2 separate regions of the Anas platyrhynchos genome follow, and region 1 is linked to region 2. The links are chromatin contacts, called in public Hi-C maps. All regions are on one chromosome and are shown on one strand. Each heading gives the region's core, a stretch centred on a gene start, on an enhancer-like site or on the middle of the called end of the contact. The rest is flanking DNA. Distances are from core to core; before and after follow the strand shown.

Evidence for each region. Hi-C and Micro-C count contacts between places; a contact is called where the count stands out from the background.
Region 1: a Hi-C map of liver shows a contact between it and region 2, with 3 times the contacts expected there. The contact joins the promoter of LOC139999297 here to the enhancer-like site in region 2. A contact is called at or near these places in 3 of 8 Hi-C or Micro-C datasets (liver, skeletal muscle and subcutaneous adipose tissue).

The regions. Positions count from the first base shown.
Region 1 is chr22:7,489,375-7,496,966 of IASCAAS_PekinDuck_T2T, forward strand. LOC139999297 reads right to left here and starts at 5,147. Exons shown (of 3, transcript XM_072027070.1): 1 at 5,137-5,147; 2 at 3,614-4,345. The coding sequence starts at 5,147.
Region 2 is chr22:7,418,851-7,426,476 of IASCAAS_PekinDuck_T2T, forward strand. SPEN (spen family transcriptional repressor) reads right to left here. Exons shown (of 16, transcript XM_072026946.1): 11 at 2,859-7,626; 12 at 1,842-2,255; 13 at 659-853; 14 at 13-171. Among named protein-coding and RNA genes, the nearest start is that of ZBTB17, 16 kb to the left of the region's middle. Within about 2 kb of position 1,266, at least 2 of the 8 cell types and tissues checked have an H3K27ac peak or open chromatin away from gene starts, as enhancers often do.

The DNA.
Region 1 (7,592 bases), core at 3,897-6,396, 74 kb after region 2:
TTTAGCATCCAAAAGGATCAAACCCAGTCTTCTGAGATACAGTCAATTGGGCTTAGAGTAAAAGCCACCATAGGCAAGAAAAAAAAATACACCGGGGTTTATTCCCTGGCATTGGACCCTAGAAGACAGCTCATCTATCCTCACTTGCTGTTGTTACAGCCTCTGTGTTTCCACACCTGCCAATGCAGAGATATTGGCAGTGAAAAGGGAAAATGGATGGAAGGGTATGAAAAGCCAGCCTGTCAGTTTTTCCACCTGCCAGCAGCAGCCTGATGGAGCCTTGGTGGCACAACTCCAAAGAGCAGTGACCAGAGCACATTACCAGCCTTCACAAATAGAGCTAATAGCTAATATCTCACATGCACTTGCGTTACATAGATAGGACCAGCAAACACAGCCTCCTTTAACAATAAAGATGACTAATCCCCAGCAGTTTTTCTTTATTCCTTTTTTGTTTGTTTGTTTTTAAAGCCCACAAGGCAGCGTTTTTTCCAGAAGCACCGGCCTTTTCTTTTGTGAAACAGTAAGTGGTGGGAAGGGGAAGCCCTGGGACCTACTCATGCTATCCAGACAGAAGTAACCACAGAAACATTGTGGCTTTCTGTGGCCAGTGTACAGCACACACACAACCAGACCACTGTGCCTTACAGTCCTTGGCAAGGCCAGGTCCAACTGCCCCGATGGCTCTTGGATCGCTGCATGTTTACAGTACTTACAGAGAAGGTATCTACCGTGGAGTGGGAATTACACAAATAACCTTGCACTTCCCTAGGAGGAAAAAAAAAATTATGGCAGAAGACAGCTTTCACCCATAGCATTGCAACAGCCCCCTGTGCTACCTGGGTCAGGGAAGGGATGTGCAGAAAAAAGCTTCACGCAGGGTTGTGTAATCGAAGCGGAGCATCTGCATTAGCTTGGTGGGCCCAGTCCCCCCGGCAAGGTCATTCTGGCTTGCACAGACACATTAGTGCTCACAGCCTGCTTTAATGCAAAGCTGTGGTCAAACCACAGTGGAGCCAGCACTACAGGAGGTCACCTGGGGACTACAAAAAGGTAATGAATTAAAGACAAAAAAAATCTATAAGCAGATGTTTACTGACAAGCAGGCAAGTCCACATCTTCACTCCGGCAAAGAGCAAGAAGGAAGGGTCACTTGCGTGGAGCAGGGTGAGAAATAACAGCCCAGTTCCCAGGACACAGCAAAATCCATCTACAGAGAACACTAAACAGATTTAGGTTACAGCTTTTAGCCATCCCGCATACCAACCTACCCCCTCCCAGCTTTGCAGCCCTAAACCCCACCAGATCTGTCATTATTCTAGCACTCAGAAATGGAGATTTGCCACCGATTCCAGGTCTACGTGATTTTTGGTGGCACCATTAAAATACTTACCCACCTCACAGGCAGAGCTGTGAAAGCTTAAATATGTGTGTGTTTGCAAATGATTTTGAAAGCCTTCCAAGGAAGGTGCTGTAGAATTGTAAATCCTTCCCATTATTAATAAAATGGAGCTATTGTTCCAGCTCTAATCAAGACTTGTCTCCAGCTGGGCAATTTTAAAATGCAATTCAAAGCGCACACACACACACACACACACAAAAAACGATCATGAGGAAGCTTCAACCCACAGGCTACCGAAAGAAAAAAAAAAAAAAATCATTGAAACAGCAAGCTGTTGGGGGGGGTGGGGGTGGATAAAAAATAATAACGCTGCTATTTAAAATGAATTCCAAGCAGAAGCACGTCGGGGCGAGGGGAAGCCTTTCTCCCACCGCCTGGGAAAGGTCACTTCTGCCATCAGCAGCAAAGCCTTGCTCCGCAGATCAAGGCTGCGGCAGTGCATGCAAGCGAGCGACCCCATTGCTGTAAGCCCAGCCTCATCCATCTCCATCAGGAGACATCTCTGCTTTTAATTTATTTAGCAAAGGGGGAGGGGGGAAGGGAAGAAAAAAAAAAAGAAAAAAAAAAAAAGCCTTGCAAACACCTCCCAGCACCCCCTTCAAGGATGGGGAAATGGAGCAGGGGGGAGAGGCTCGGAAAGAGGCTGCGAGCAGTCAGAGCCCCTCCAAACCAGGGAGGGAGGGAGGGAGGGAGGTGGTGCATCCTCCTCCTCCTCCTCCTCCTCCTCCCCCGGCGGCAGGACCACGCCTGCCCGGCGCTGCGGCAAAGGCTCCGCAGTGGGTGCTCCCCTCCCCCGTGCAATTTCCTCTGCTGTAGAAACTTCTGGAATAAGCAGCCAAGCTGGGGAGAGGAGAGAAACCTTCCTACCCACAGAGGGAGAAAAAAAAAGAAAAAAAAAAAAAAAAAAAAGAAAGCGAGCGAGCCATAGAGCAGATAATAAAAGGGAAAGGAATGCCCAAGGAGCGGGGCACGGCTCTGCCTGCCTGCAGCAGATCTCAGTGTACAACATATGCGCCGCGGGGTTTTGCAGCCTGCGAGGCTGGAAACAAAACGCACCAACACAAAAGCACAAAAAATGGTGGTGTTTGGAGCGCTAGATGGTGGAATAAAGGAGCTGATCCCTCCTCCCGGAGCTACAGCAAAGCCCTGCCACTTAAGTTGAACTAATTTGTCCTCTCTTCTTGGTACAATGAATTGTCTGATCTGGACTATTTGATTGCGTTTGCAGCTTCAGTTACTGGGGTTTGTTTTTGTATTTTTTTTTTTCATTTTTGGTTCTGTTTCATTGTTTTCATTTTTTATTTTTATCTTTTAATTCAAAAAATCCTCCCCAAATATCCCATGGAAAAATCTACATCTCTGTGGAACAAATAAAACATTCAGGCACAAACTTCCATCATGGACTGTTAAAAAGAAATGGGTTGCTTTTTTCTTTTTTTCCTTTTTTTTTTTTTTTTAATGGCATTTTTTTCCTCTGCTTTTAGGATATATTGTAGTAGAAAGCCAATGGAGGAAAACACAGGTAATATATATATATAAATATAAAATCAAACATATATACGGGCCAAAATTGAGTAATTATATGTAATTAAATCATAGTGTTTTAGGTGTGTGGCTTTTGTTTTATATTCTGTAATCAGTCCTTGGAAGAAAGAGATATATAAATATACATATATGTAGAAATAAAATAACATCTGCATGGGCCTAAATCTATAATTCTAGGGGAAAAATAATAATAAAAAAGTAATAGTATTTTAGGTGTGTGGTTTTTAACAAAGCAGGGGCAATGTTATAATGTAACAATACTGTGGTGCAGAGAAAGGTAAGACAGCATTAACAAAAAAAAAAAAAAGGAAAAGAAAAAGCGTACGTGGTACCTTGGCTGCAGCCTCCAGCGAGCATTTGGATGTGACGGGGTGTTTTTTTACGGTATTACCACGTCTGATCACACCAAGTATATGCTTTTAATTACCCGAATGGCGGGCAGGCTGTCGTGTGGAGCCAGGCAAGCAGCAGCTTCTTCCCCGCGCCCCTCCAGCTCTGCAGATAAATCACTCCTTGGGTGTTTTGGGTTTTCGGTGCCTTTTTTTTTTTTTTTTAATCACGTTTGGGCATTTTCCACGCTGTGAGGAGAGCCAGAGGCGGTGGCTTCAACCCCTACGAAGGAGAAAAAGCGGTGGAGGAGAAAGAATTAGGCACAGAACTACCCACCTTGGGGTGCGTGCATGTGTGGAGGGGGTGGTGGAAAGAGCAATTCTGGCCCCAAAATCTTCACGCTCTGAGGGAAAAAACACCCCAAATGGGTCGGTGCTGGCGGGCTGTGGCGTGGGGGGACCACGGGGGCGATGGCGGCGGGGGGGGGAGGCCGAGGTCGCCCCCGAGGCCGAGTGGAAACGCGCGGCTCCGGGCATTTTCGCGTCCTTCTGCAAAGGCGGAGGGGAGAAGGGGGGTGCGTGAGGAAGGCGCGGGGGGAGCTCGGGTTTCACCCGCAGCGCTCTCACAGCCCGCCTGGAGGGGCTCCGCACGCCGGGGGGGGCCTCTCGGCCGTGCTCCTGGCAGGGCTTTGCCCACGCTCGCCGCCCCGGCCCCTCGCCGCCCGTCCTTCCCCCCGCTGCCCGCCCGGCGCCATTTTGTCGCCTGGGCGCCGCTCGCCGTGGCCTGGCCGGGCGGCCATTTTGTGAAGCGAGCGGCGGGCGGGGCGGCTCCTGCAGTACCGCGGGCGGCCGCCACGCGCGGGCGAGGCGGCGCTGTGGTGCCTGAGGCGGGCAGCCCCCGGCCCCCTCCTCCTCCCTCTTTTGTGAGGCAAATATCCTCCTTTTGCTATGTTTTTTTTTTATTTTTTTTTCTTCCCTCCGCAAAATGGGGAGGCTACGTGGTGCCCTTAAAACGAGAAAGGGAGGCGGCCGGCGGCGGAGGGGCGATGCCGATCGCCTCAGCGCAATCCTGCCTCGGACGAAGCCATCCGCAGGGGCGCATAAAGGAGATTAAAGTCTATTCCCCCGGCTGGGCTGTGAGGGAAAGTTTAGCCGCACGGAGAATTAAGGGATATATTTATTTCTAGGAGATATTTCCCCCGCCTCCTGCCTCCAGTGATAAATCACCGAGGTCAATGAGCTGCCCTGACAAACGCCCTGCTGCTGCACAATGCAGCATTACCCCCGAGAGAAATCTATCCCAGCCTTTTTTTTTCAACAAAACCCCACACCTATGGACTCTAATCAACACCCCCGCAAAATAAAGAAGAAACATAAGCTGCTTGAAGTCAGGTCCAAGTGAAAATCATTAATTCACAGCCAGGAAATGGGGCTGCAGGATGCTGTAATCACCACTGACGCGATGAAATAAAGCTGGGATATAAAATGTCAAAGCCCTGCTTGCAGACATGTGCCATGCATCTATTTTCAGAAATAGGGTGGGTTGTGTTTTCTTTTTTCCTCTTTTTTTTTTTTTTTTTTTCCCCTTGATTTTTTTTAACACAGCGTATAATTTGCAGGCTGGTAACGCTTGCATAACAGGCTGCATCGATTTCGCCTCCCGTATCAAAAACACAGTATGTGTTAAAAATAAATCCCAGCACTGGGTATTTAGGTGACAATCCTAGCCTGATCCTGCTTTGGGATCCTCCCATAAACATATCGCAGCCTGGATAGCTTGCTTTTGCAGGGAGACTGGAAAAAAAGGAGAATAGTGCACGGTGGTTTGGTGTTTCTTTTTCTTTTTTTTTTTTTTTTTACATCCTGGCCATGCTCCAAATTACGAAGCTGGAGACATTCAGGGCTTGCACTGCTCCACTTATTTTTAACCCAGAATGATTCCGTCTGCTTTTCATCCTTCTACCTCAACCAGACCACATTTCATGAAAGAGCTGTTAGCTTTTTCGGTTGCACTGAATACAGGAAGATGAAGGAATTTGCATACAGGAAGGTGAAGGAAATGCGTCCGAATGGTCTGCTGGAAAGGACAACGCTGCAGCAATCTGGCTGGGATATGTTTGTAATTAACTCAGGTCAACCAAAGGAAAAAAAAAAAAAAAAAAAAAAAAAAAAAAACACAGTTCTTCGGCTCTCTGTCCTGTTTAAAAGGAAAACAAAGCATCACCATGAACAGCTTTCCAGCCAGCAATGCCCCCTCAACTGCTCTAGCCTCAGTTTTCCCTCCTGAGAACTGACCCATTTTGCCACAGCGTTTGCTGGTGGCTGGCTCTCGTTCGCTGCTCCCCGGCAGCTTTCCACGGCCAACAGCACCTTGGAGGCGGTGATGGCAGAGGGAAAGCATGTGAGGAATCCGGCTCGTCTCTCCCCCTCTGTTCTCTGCCTGCTTTTTGCATTTCTCACGGCTGATGGGGCAGTTTCCAACCCGTTTCCCTTTACAGGCTTGCTTATGCTGCACCAAAATCTTCGGTTTACAAACAAAACCTGTAAGAGGCACAGTTTGTTACAAACCGAAACCTCGATCACCGATTTAAAAACAGTATGGCCATGCCTGTCAGCTCATCCTTCAATTTAAAAGCTCATTTTAACAAACATGGCTGTCCCTTGAGTCACAAGAAAAAATCGTTTGCAGGTTTTGTCACACACTCTCATATTCCTGGGAGCAAATTGGGCCCTCACTAGGGTATCGTATCAGATGCCTTCTCTGGGAAAGACCAGAGAAATTTTATCCCCGGGCCGCACCCAGGCTGAAGTGAAGAAATATTTGCATTTGCTTCTCCTTGGAGGGCAGCCAGCCTGCCTCGCAGGTCCCTCCCTGCTCGTCTTGGCCTGCCAAGAGGGATTGCAAGAAAAGACGGGCTGATTGCAGCAGCCAAGGGGCGGGCAGGGCCCGGCCGGCGCATTTCGCGGGCTCTCCTCCGTGCCCTTTTGCACCTCTGCTGGAAGGCACCAAGTGAGACCTTAAGCGGATTTTACACCTCTGGGTGGTCTCGGTGGGGCTCTGCAGGGCTTTGGGGGGCTCCCTGGGCAGAACGGGAGCTTTGCGTTGCTCCAGGCATGCTTTGTATTTTTGTTGGCAAATCCAGGTGCATTGGTGCTGAGTAAGGAGGCAGACTTTAAACTTTTCCCCTTGCAAAATCGCTTGTAAGGGGGTGAGGAGCCCAAGGACAGGCTGAGCTGTTGCAGACTGCATTTGCTTGCTCGTCGGCTGGATGGGACCCCCAGAACATCTCTGCACGGCTCAGCCAGGGCTGGAAATACAGCACAATTCCTCGAGATCCTCCCAGGGGAAAACCCAGGGCTGTGCTTTTCAGGCTTAACAACACTCTCCAGGCCCCAGCTCATAATGCTTTTCCCCTTATCCACCAAGAAAGCAGCTTAAATCAGCCTTTATCTGCTTACCTCCCTATCTGCCTACTCCTGTCATCCTCTGCTCCTGGAAAAAAAATACCAAATCTGACAAATCTGCATCTCTTTGCCATGCCACTGAACTCTCCAGCTGCACCTTGCCCTGCTGCTCTCCCCTCCAAGGCTTTGTATTGATAAAAACCTTTCCCTTCCTGCCTCTGGCTAAAAATCGCCCCAGGCCCGGTGCTAATACGCTGTTCTGGCTCGCTCTGTGGGGAAGCTGTGAAGCACCCAAAGGTGCTGCACGGAGGGATTAACAAGTGTGCGGTGCAATAACACATCCAGAACACTGCTCAGCATCAGCGCTTCCATCCTCCCTGAAAACCCCATCTGGGAAACACCTATACTGCAAAAAGTGGGAAGCCCTTTGCTCTCTGGCACTTCCCTTCCCCACTCCCACAGTCCTGCCCATGTCCTTGTACTTTTCTGGCATCCTTTCGGTGCCTGGCTTTCCCCACAGAGCAGAGGCTTTGGAAACGAGCTGATTCTGAGCACTGGCCAGCCAGACCCAAAGCCACCTCCATACGTGACCGTCCTGGCTCCGGGAATGACAACTTTCCATAAGCATCCTATTTATAAATAGTTTACAGCAAGTTGTGACCTGATTGATGGCCATAGACGCACATTACCAACGTGAGTAAGAGGCTTTGTAGATGGGGAGAGACAGCAGGAAACATTTGCGGGGTTGCTGTGATTAATCAGCCAGCCAGGGCTCCAGTGCATACATTACCCATACGTTAACCCTTTCGTTCAGAAATACAGCACGTGCTGTTATTCAACGTCACCTAGAAGCATTTATCTGCTGTTTTTCTGGTTGTTTGGCCTCTTTTTTTTTCTTTGTCTGTCTGGTT
Region 2 (7,626 bases), core at 16-2,515:
CCTTGCCAATACCTGATTAGAGCCAGGGTTGGGAACGTTGATGATTCCTGCAGCTTGTTTAGCCTGCAGGTAGCTGATGAACGCAGCCTTAAGTGACTCAGTCTGATTCACTACATCTTCCTGGTCTCGTCCGCAAGGCAAGGCCAGTAACAGACAGTAATCGCTCTCCACCTGGAAAGAAAATACAGCAATTAAGTCAAATGTTTGCTTGGAACAGGCCCATTCCTGACATACATTCATTATCTCTAAGCCCTTGGTGGAAAATCCCCTCTTTGAACTCCTTCGAAGTTAGTGCGGGTGTTGCGAAAGGTGTGCTGACAGCTCGGCCAGCTGGGAGATGGCAAACGGGACCAAACCGACTCGCTGCCGTGGCTCCCACCTTCCACGCCACTCCGCCAGGTCAGAGCCAGCAGAGTTTGTTCCGTGGCTGAAGGACGGGTGCCTTTTCAAAGGTACAGCTTCCCACCTCTTCTCTCACCTGAATGCAGTGACCTACCCGCAATGTGCATTTCACACAGGGCCAAAGGAAGAACACAGCTATGACTGATCCCAAAGCAGCACAAACCGAGTCAGAAAGGGAGAAGCGGTGGGTTTTGCTAGGTTTTTCTCCCCGAGCAGGCAGCCTCGCCCGCCCCCAGCCCTGCTGCCCGCTCCGTACCATCATCCTGCGCGCGACGCCCTCCAGCTGCGAAGCCTCCAGGCGCATGCGCTGCGCGATCCTCAGCGGCGGGCCTCCCTCCGGCGCGGGCAGGGAGCGGTGCGCCAGGACGTTGTTCCCAGAGACGAAGTGGAGCTGGACAGCAGCCGTGTCGTTTTTTAGCGCCAGAAGGCCCTGCCACACAATCGGGTATTTCTGCAGAGAGAGGGAGAAGAAATCTCAGCACGAACGAACAAAAGGAACTCACAAGAAGCGCTTTCCTCTGTTCAAGAGGGATCTTAATTGTGACGGAAACCCCATCTGAGCTGCTCGTTTGCCTCTAATACTTTCACAGGCAATTAAGACACCACTGCTTTGTTCTAAGCACTTGGCACTGATGTAACATCTTATCGCCCTTCGTACGCGCCAGTCCGGGCTTGGGTTAGGTCCTGCTAAATCAGTAACTCAGTCCTTTTACTTCCAGCTGGCCGCGATGCCTGGGTGGCTCCCTTCATCGTAACATCAGAGCACTTCCCAATCTTTCACAAGCGATGTCAGCCTCCCACACAGCGCGAGTCAGAGCAGGGCTCTTACCAAATGTTATTTTCTCTTTTGCAAATGGAGAATTTAGAAACAGCAGCACCAGGAGAGTTGCTCAAGGTTACACAGGAATTATGTGGTGCTGAACACGACTCTCGGCTCCTGGTCAGCACTCTCAGACATGCCTGCTCCTAAGCCATCTCCCTCCTCTTTGTCTTCCCGTTTCTAGCCTTTGGGAGGGTGTCTTTTACTTTTTCTTTAAATAAAATACACCATCACTCTTTCTTTTCATCACCTTCCCAGGAGCAGCTGACTGTAAAAATGATGCAGCACTGCCTGCCTGAGCCTGCAGGCTGTTTGAAACGAGTGAGAGAAGCACAAGCTGCTCTCACTCCATTCACCACAGCGTTAATGGCACGTTGAGGCTCCAGTAAATGCCACGTAAATGTGAACACGGCTAAGAATTCACCGGAGACAGGAACAGCCCAGGAAGCAGACAGATAAGCGCATTCTCCACATCTGAAGCATCTGATGCAAGAGATGTCAAATTTTGATGCCACACATGAGGGGAGCCTGGCAGAACCTCCCTGATTATTTCTCTCCCAACATCGAGCAAAGAGCACAAGGCTCCTCGGCCAGGAGAAGATGATGGAGCGATGCTTACCGTTAGAAGCTGAACCATATCCACAGGTCTCTGCGAAACAGGGTGAGGAGACGGTTCCTGTTTCAGGGCGGACTGGGGCTCAGGGCGGTTGAGGGACAGCCCTGGTGGTGCCCCGGGGCCCGACGTTGTTGGGATGAACAGCGATTGCTTGGGAACTGCCTGAGGTTGGTGTGGTGACGGAAGCTCCTGTTTAATTGAAATGGCAACAGGCGAAGGGTAGGAGGTCTGGCCTGTGTCCGCTTGTGCCCTCTGCAGGTGGACGTGAGGGTCTATCTGTGCTGCATGCCTATTTACAGTGGGGTGGTGACTCTGTTCAGGTCCCGCTGCCGGTGGGCCCTTGGGGTCCTGGGAGATCTGCGGAGTCTTGCTGCGTCCGGGCTGGCTGGGGTGCGAGTGCTCGCCCTCCGGGAGACCCTGGGAAGCAGGCGGTGGGGGACAAAGGAAGCATTTTAGGCTGCAGGCGTATCAGAGTTTGTTGGTTCACCGATAAAGCTGCCAGGACACCGTGTGAGCGCATCTCCACGCCACTGCGCACACCTGCCCTGCTGCAGCAGTGCCTGGGCCAGCCTCCCCTCCCCGGGCCAGCAGCCCTCGCTCACACCTGAGAGCTGGAGCCACATCCCCCCTGCCCTGCTCTTCAGCCCCGACCCACAGGGCTGTCCTCAACCATGCCATCCATCCCAGGAAGCTTGTCGGACCCACGTGCTACCTTGGAGCTGACATTTCTCCCCCCAGCACCTCTTCCTCTAGAACCCCCCAGGCAGGCATCACACTTTCTGTTTTTTTTGAGTCCTAGAACGGCTAACAAAACACGTTTCTTTACTTCAACCCCTATTTCTAAAACAAAAATGCCTCCTCTAGTGCTTTTGGGGACAAACTTAAATTGGGCTGGGAGACTGTACCCACACAGAGAGCTCAGCTCAGCTCCTATGATCATGCAGAAACGCACCGGGGCTGCCATGAGCTCACAACGTTTGTGATTTCAGCAGGAGGAGAAGGAACAGCCGCGTTTCTCACCTGAGACGGGGTCATGCTCCGGGAAGGCAGCCCGATGGGCGATGCGCCCGGGAACTGCGGATGCCCGAGCTGCGCTGCCGTGTGGTAATTCCTCATGTCGCCGTACACAGACCGGTAGTCGTGAAAGGAGCTGCCCGCGGGGTGCATGATCTGTACGCCGTGAGGTACCACCACCGGCTGCGTCAGCGGCAGCCCAGGGAGCTGGCTGCTGGAAGGGACGCTGAGCAGCCGGGGCTCGCTGTGAGGAGAGTGGGCCAGCTTGCCTTCGGAGGACTTGGGCGTCTCCTTCCCAGGCTGCGGGGTCTTGCTGACGGGGGGCGTTTTCACAGCCCCTTCGGGCGTTCGGGATTGTCTGGTTTCCGAGTGGTGCTCGCCCACCGCGGCCATGTGGGGGTGCATGATCATCCTCACATCCCGGGGGACGTTGTACTGGTCCAGCCTGATGCTCGTGGGGTGCATGCGGTAATCCGGCTGCATCACCAGCACGTCGGGCTGGACGGGGGCTGGCCCCCTGCACACCGTGGTGTGGTGGTAGTGCATCTCCTCCTCGGGGGGATGCTGAGAAGACAGAGGGGGCATGACGATGTCTCTGATCGGCGCTGGCTGGGGCGTGCTGGATCGCTGAGGTTTAATTTCGATCTGGGGTTGCAGAGCGGCTCTGGGGGAGTGGAGAGCTTCTGGGCGTATGCCGTAAGGAATGCCGGAGAGAGGAGGGGTGTTCATCCTCACCTCTCCTTGGGACAGGTGGCCCAGGGATACAGTCTGCGTGACGCTGTGTGGGGGCATGATGACGGATTGCTCTGGGTGCATGCTGGAGATGTACTGAGGCACAGGGATTCCCGGCGCCAGCATGACCGGCGTGCTGCTCGACAAAGCCGGAGACGACGTGCTGCCGGGATGACAAGCCCGTGGGAACGGCGACGGCGAGTGCCCGCTCGTACGTGGCGAGTGTGGCTCCTGTTTGGTGACCCCCAAGTGAGAAATAGCCCGCTCAGTTGGGGTGCTGGGTCCCGAGCTGACGTGGTTCGCTTCCGAATGCATCTTCCCAGAGAGGGAAGGGTGATGAGGACTGACTCCGGGACTCAGGTTGGAGGGCTGCAGGGTCTTGGTCTCCACTTTGAGAGCAGCCGGATCGGGCAGTTTTTTGTTCACAACCATCTGGTTGTGAACCAGCACAGGTGGAGTGTTTACAGTCTGCGTGAGGACCTTGCCAGGCTGAGAGGCCGGAGGCTGGACAGAAAGGTGGGCAGAGTCGGACTTCTCCAAGGTAGCGCGCTCCTGCTTGACAGAGGAGATCACGGGGGACGTATTGTAAGGCTGCGTTCCTAGTACCAAAGAAGAATGGGTGGAAACAGTCCCATAACCTGTGGAGGTCTGAGAGCCTTTCGGCGTCGGCTGAGATGGAGTAATAGGCTCCTGTTTAATCTGAGACTTGGATACAGACTGCTGAAACTCTATGTCGACGGCACTGGCTGGGGGAATCTGACTGATCTTTGCACTAATTCGCTGAGGGCCTTCCGTCTTCTGCCCCGAGTAGCTCAGAAGCACAACCCCTTCTGACGTGTTTACCCGCAGCCCTGGGCTGGACCCAGTCTCTACAGGCCGATCCTCAATGATAGACATTGATCCCGGATGAAACCTACTGTTGTCATTTGTGCTTGACCTCTGTTTAAATTTTGGTGAGGGGGCATTCACAAGACACGTCTGGGTCTGGGGAGCTTGCTTCACCAAGGTGATCCTCGGAGCCTCCTCTAGGTCAACGCTGTGGGGCATCCTGCTTATAACAGAAGTGGCTTTGGGAGCAATCACAGTACTGATCTTTTCCTTTTCACTGAACACCGGTGCTTCGGCCACCGGTGGGTCCAAAGCGTTAGTGACAGGGACTGCTGGCTTCTCCTCTGAAACTGGTTTTATGGCCTCTACAGCAGGGTGGAGAGGGGCCTCCTCCAAGCGGGGTGCGCTCACCGGCTCAGCGTGCGTCGTCGTCACGTGCGTGGAGGTTATGCTCGTCGCCGAGACATATTTGGGCTCCATGAGGATCTTCCTCAAAGTGCTCGAATTTGTATCGATATCCGAGGCCTTCGTGTCAGGGGGAAGAGCGGGCGGTGGTGTGGAACGGGCACGGGGCTCCTCGTGCCTTACAATCCACTCCGGCACCTTGGCAGCGCTGGAGTGGAGGGGGACGATAGCGGTGGGCACCGGGGTGGGCAGCTTGGCCACGGCTGCTGCAGGAATGGTGGGTACGGCTGCGTTCGGGGCGCTCGGCGGCGTGATGGGCGCGTTCTCGATGGGCGACCGGATCTTGAACGCGCTCTGACTCCCCTCGTCAACAGGGACCGGCGGGGCAGCCAGCTCCAGAGGAGCCGGCACGGGCGCTTTGGGAGAGGCGCTGCTCTCAGGGACAGCCTCGGGCACGGTGATGGCAACGTCCACGGCTGCAGCCTTGCTGGCGTCCGAAGTGTTTGGCTCCACGGATGCCTGAGCAGCAGCTTTAGGTTGCTTTTCCTCCTTCAAGGCTTCTTCAGGTTTTGCCTTTACTTCGTTGGCGGGGGGAGACTTGCTCTGCGCCCTGTCTGGCTCGTACACGCTGACTTCAGTGGCATCGCCCTTTCTGCCCGTGCTCCTTTTGCGTCTCTGCCGCGTGGTTTTCTGACGGCCCTTTTCCTTCCGAGCGACTTCAGCCTCCTGCAGGGTCTCGGCCTCCTGCGCCGAGTTTGACGATTCGCTGAAGCTGACTTCTGTGTCCTTGCTCTCTGTCTCCACCACCAGCGGGGCAGAGCTGGGAACTGGCTGCACTGGGGGCTCAACAGCAGCTTCTGTTTCTAGGATGTTGTTCACTGCCTGATCGGTCTCAGGCTCCATTTCCTCCCGTGGTGACGGCAATACCAGTGGCTCAGCCGGGATTTCTGCTTCTGATTCAGCGGGATAGGTGGGGGGTGCAGGAAAGCTTTCCGTCTCCCCAGAAATATCATTGATGATGGAGCCAATAGCTGCTGCCAGCTCCGTCTCACTAGCCTGATGGGCGGGTTTATCTCCTTCCTCCTCCTGACGAACTTCAGACACGTCTGCCGTCGGCTCTTTGTAGGCAGTAATTGACGGAGGAGTTTCGGTGAGTTTTGCAATATTCTCCACAGCCTGCTCGAGCTCAATCTGTTTTGCTAATTGGGCAGCTTCAGGGGATTGCTTTGGCTCCCGCATCACCTCTTTTTCTGTTTCTTGGAATGAATCTTCTACCTCGCTCTTAACAAAATGGGGTGGCAAGATATCCTCTTTTGGGGGGCTTTTGATTTTTGCCGGTGACACCGCCACGGGCTCTGCCTCTTCCTCAGCTGGCCGCAAGGCGCCCTTGACTTCATCAACGTTGAGGCGTATTTCTACATTTTTGAGACACACAGATGCTTTATCTACAACAGTTTTGGTATTTTTATACCTTCCCCTTTTGGATTTTGTAACCTTTTCTGGCACTGGCTTCTTCTCAATGATCTCAACCGTGGGGATTTCTAGCTGGTTTTTCTCTGCATCCAGTTCTTTCCTATCACGTTTCTGTTCGCCTGCTGTCAGTTCTTTCTCAGTTACTTTTGCTTTATTGCTGTTGTCACTAACACTCGATTCCTGACCGCTCCTTTCAGCAACATCTTCAGATTCAGCCGAGATATCAGCTTTTGGTTCGTTCTTCCCTTTCTTCCCCTGCTGGCTGGTGGCAGCCGATGAGTGACTGTGTGTCAGCTTCTGGGATCTGGGAGACCTCCAGCCCTCCACAGGCTTTGGAGCTTCCACAGCTTCTTTAGTTTCAGTCTCCTCCACCTCTTGTTGCACTGGTTCTGTCTTTATCGGAGAGATGTCCTCCTCCGGCTTACGGCGGGTTTTTGGAGGTCTTCCTCTTCTTGGGGTTGTAGGAACAGTTGTCACTGTTTCCTGCGGTTCCTTTTCCCCTCTCTTCCTGGTGGATCTAGTGACCTCCACAGAGTCCTTCACAGGAGATGGCCCTTCATTGTCTCCTGTGGTGGCATAGACTGACCGTACGTTTCTGCGCCTTGTTCGGCCGATGGGCAAGCTTGGCTCCACGTTTTCTGGCTCTGCAGCAGAACTAGGGGATTTAGCAGCATTCCGTGAAACTTTCTCTGCTTCCACTTTCAATTCAGAAAGCTTCTGCGTTTCCCCACGAGGAGAGCTTGACCTTTTGAGTTTTTCACGGTCAATTCTTTCGCTCTTCCTCGTGACGGGCTTTTCTGTGACGCTAGCTGTGGCTGCCTGCACAGGAGTCTTGGAGCGTTTACTCTTGTAAGACTTTTTATCTTTTACAACAACCGGAGGTTCAACTTCCATATCATTGTCAGAAACGGGAGGCAGCACCTCAATAACTGCCTCCACCTTTTGACTCACGTTAGCATCAGCATTGGCAGAAGGCAGAGGATTTTCCTCCTTAGGTTCAGAAGCCTCATCAGACTTCTGAACTAGCTTAGGTGGAGGTGGAACCGACTGGGCAACATCAGGTTCTGGATCTACACTGATGTCTCCTGGAGAGAACGAAGCTCCAGGAGTAGGAGGCTTGGTATCCAAGTATGAAGGATGCTCTATTGCTACAGCATCTTCCTCCGGTGCCAGAGTTGTAGGAACAACTTCTTTACTAGCTTCGATGACTGGCGGAGGCTCAATTTGCTCAGGTGGTTCAATTTTGACAGGAGCAGCAAGCTCAGGGAAAGGTTTTTGTTCTTCTGCTGTAGAAGCAGGCTCAGATGGTTTTTCTTCTTTTACAGAAGCTGTTTCC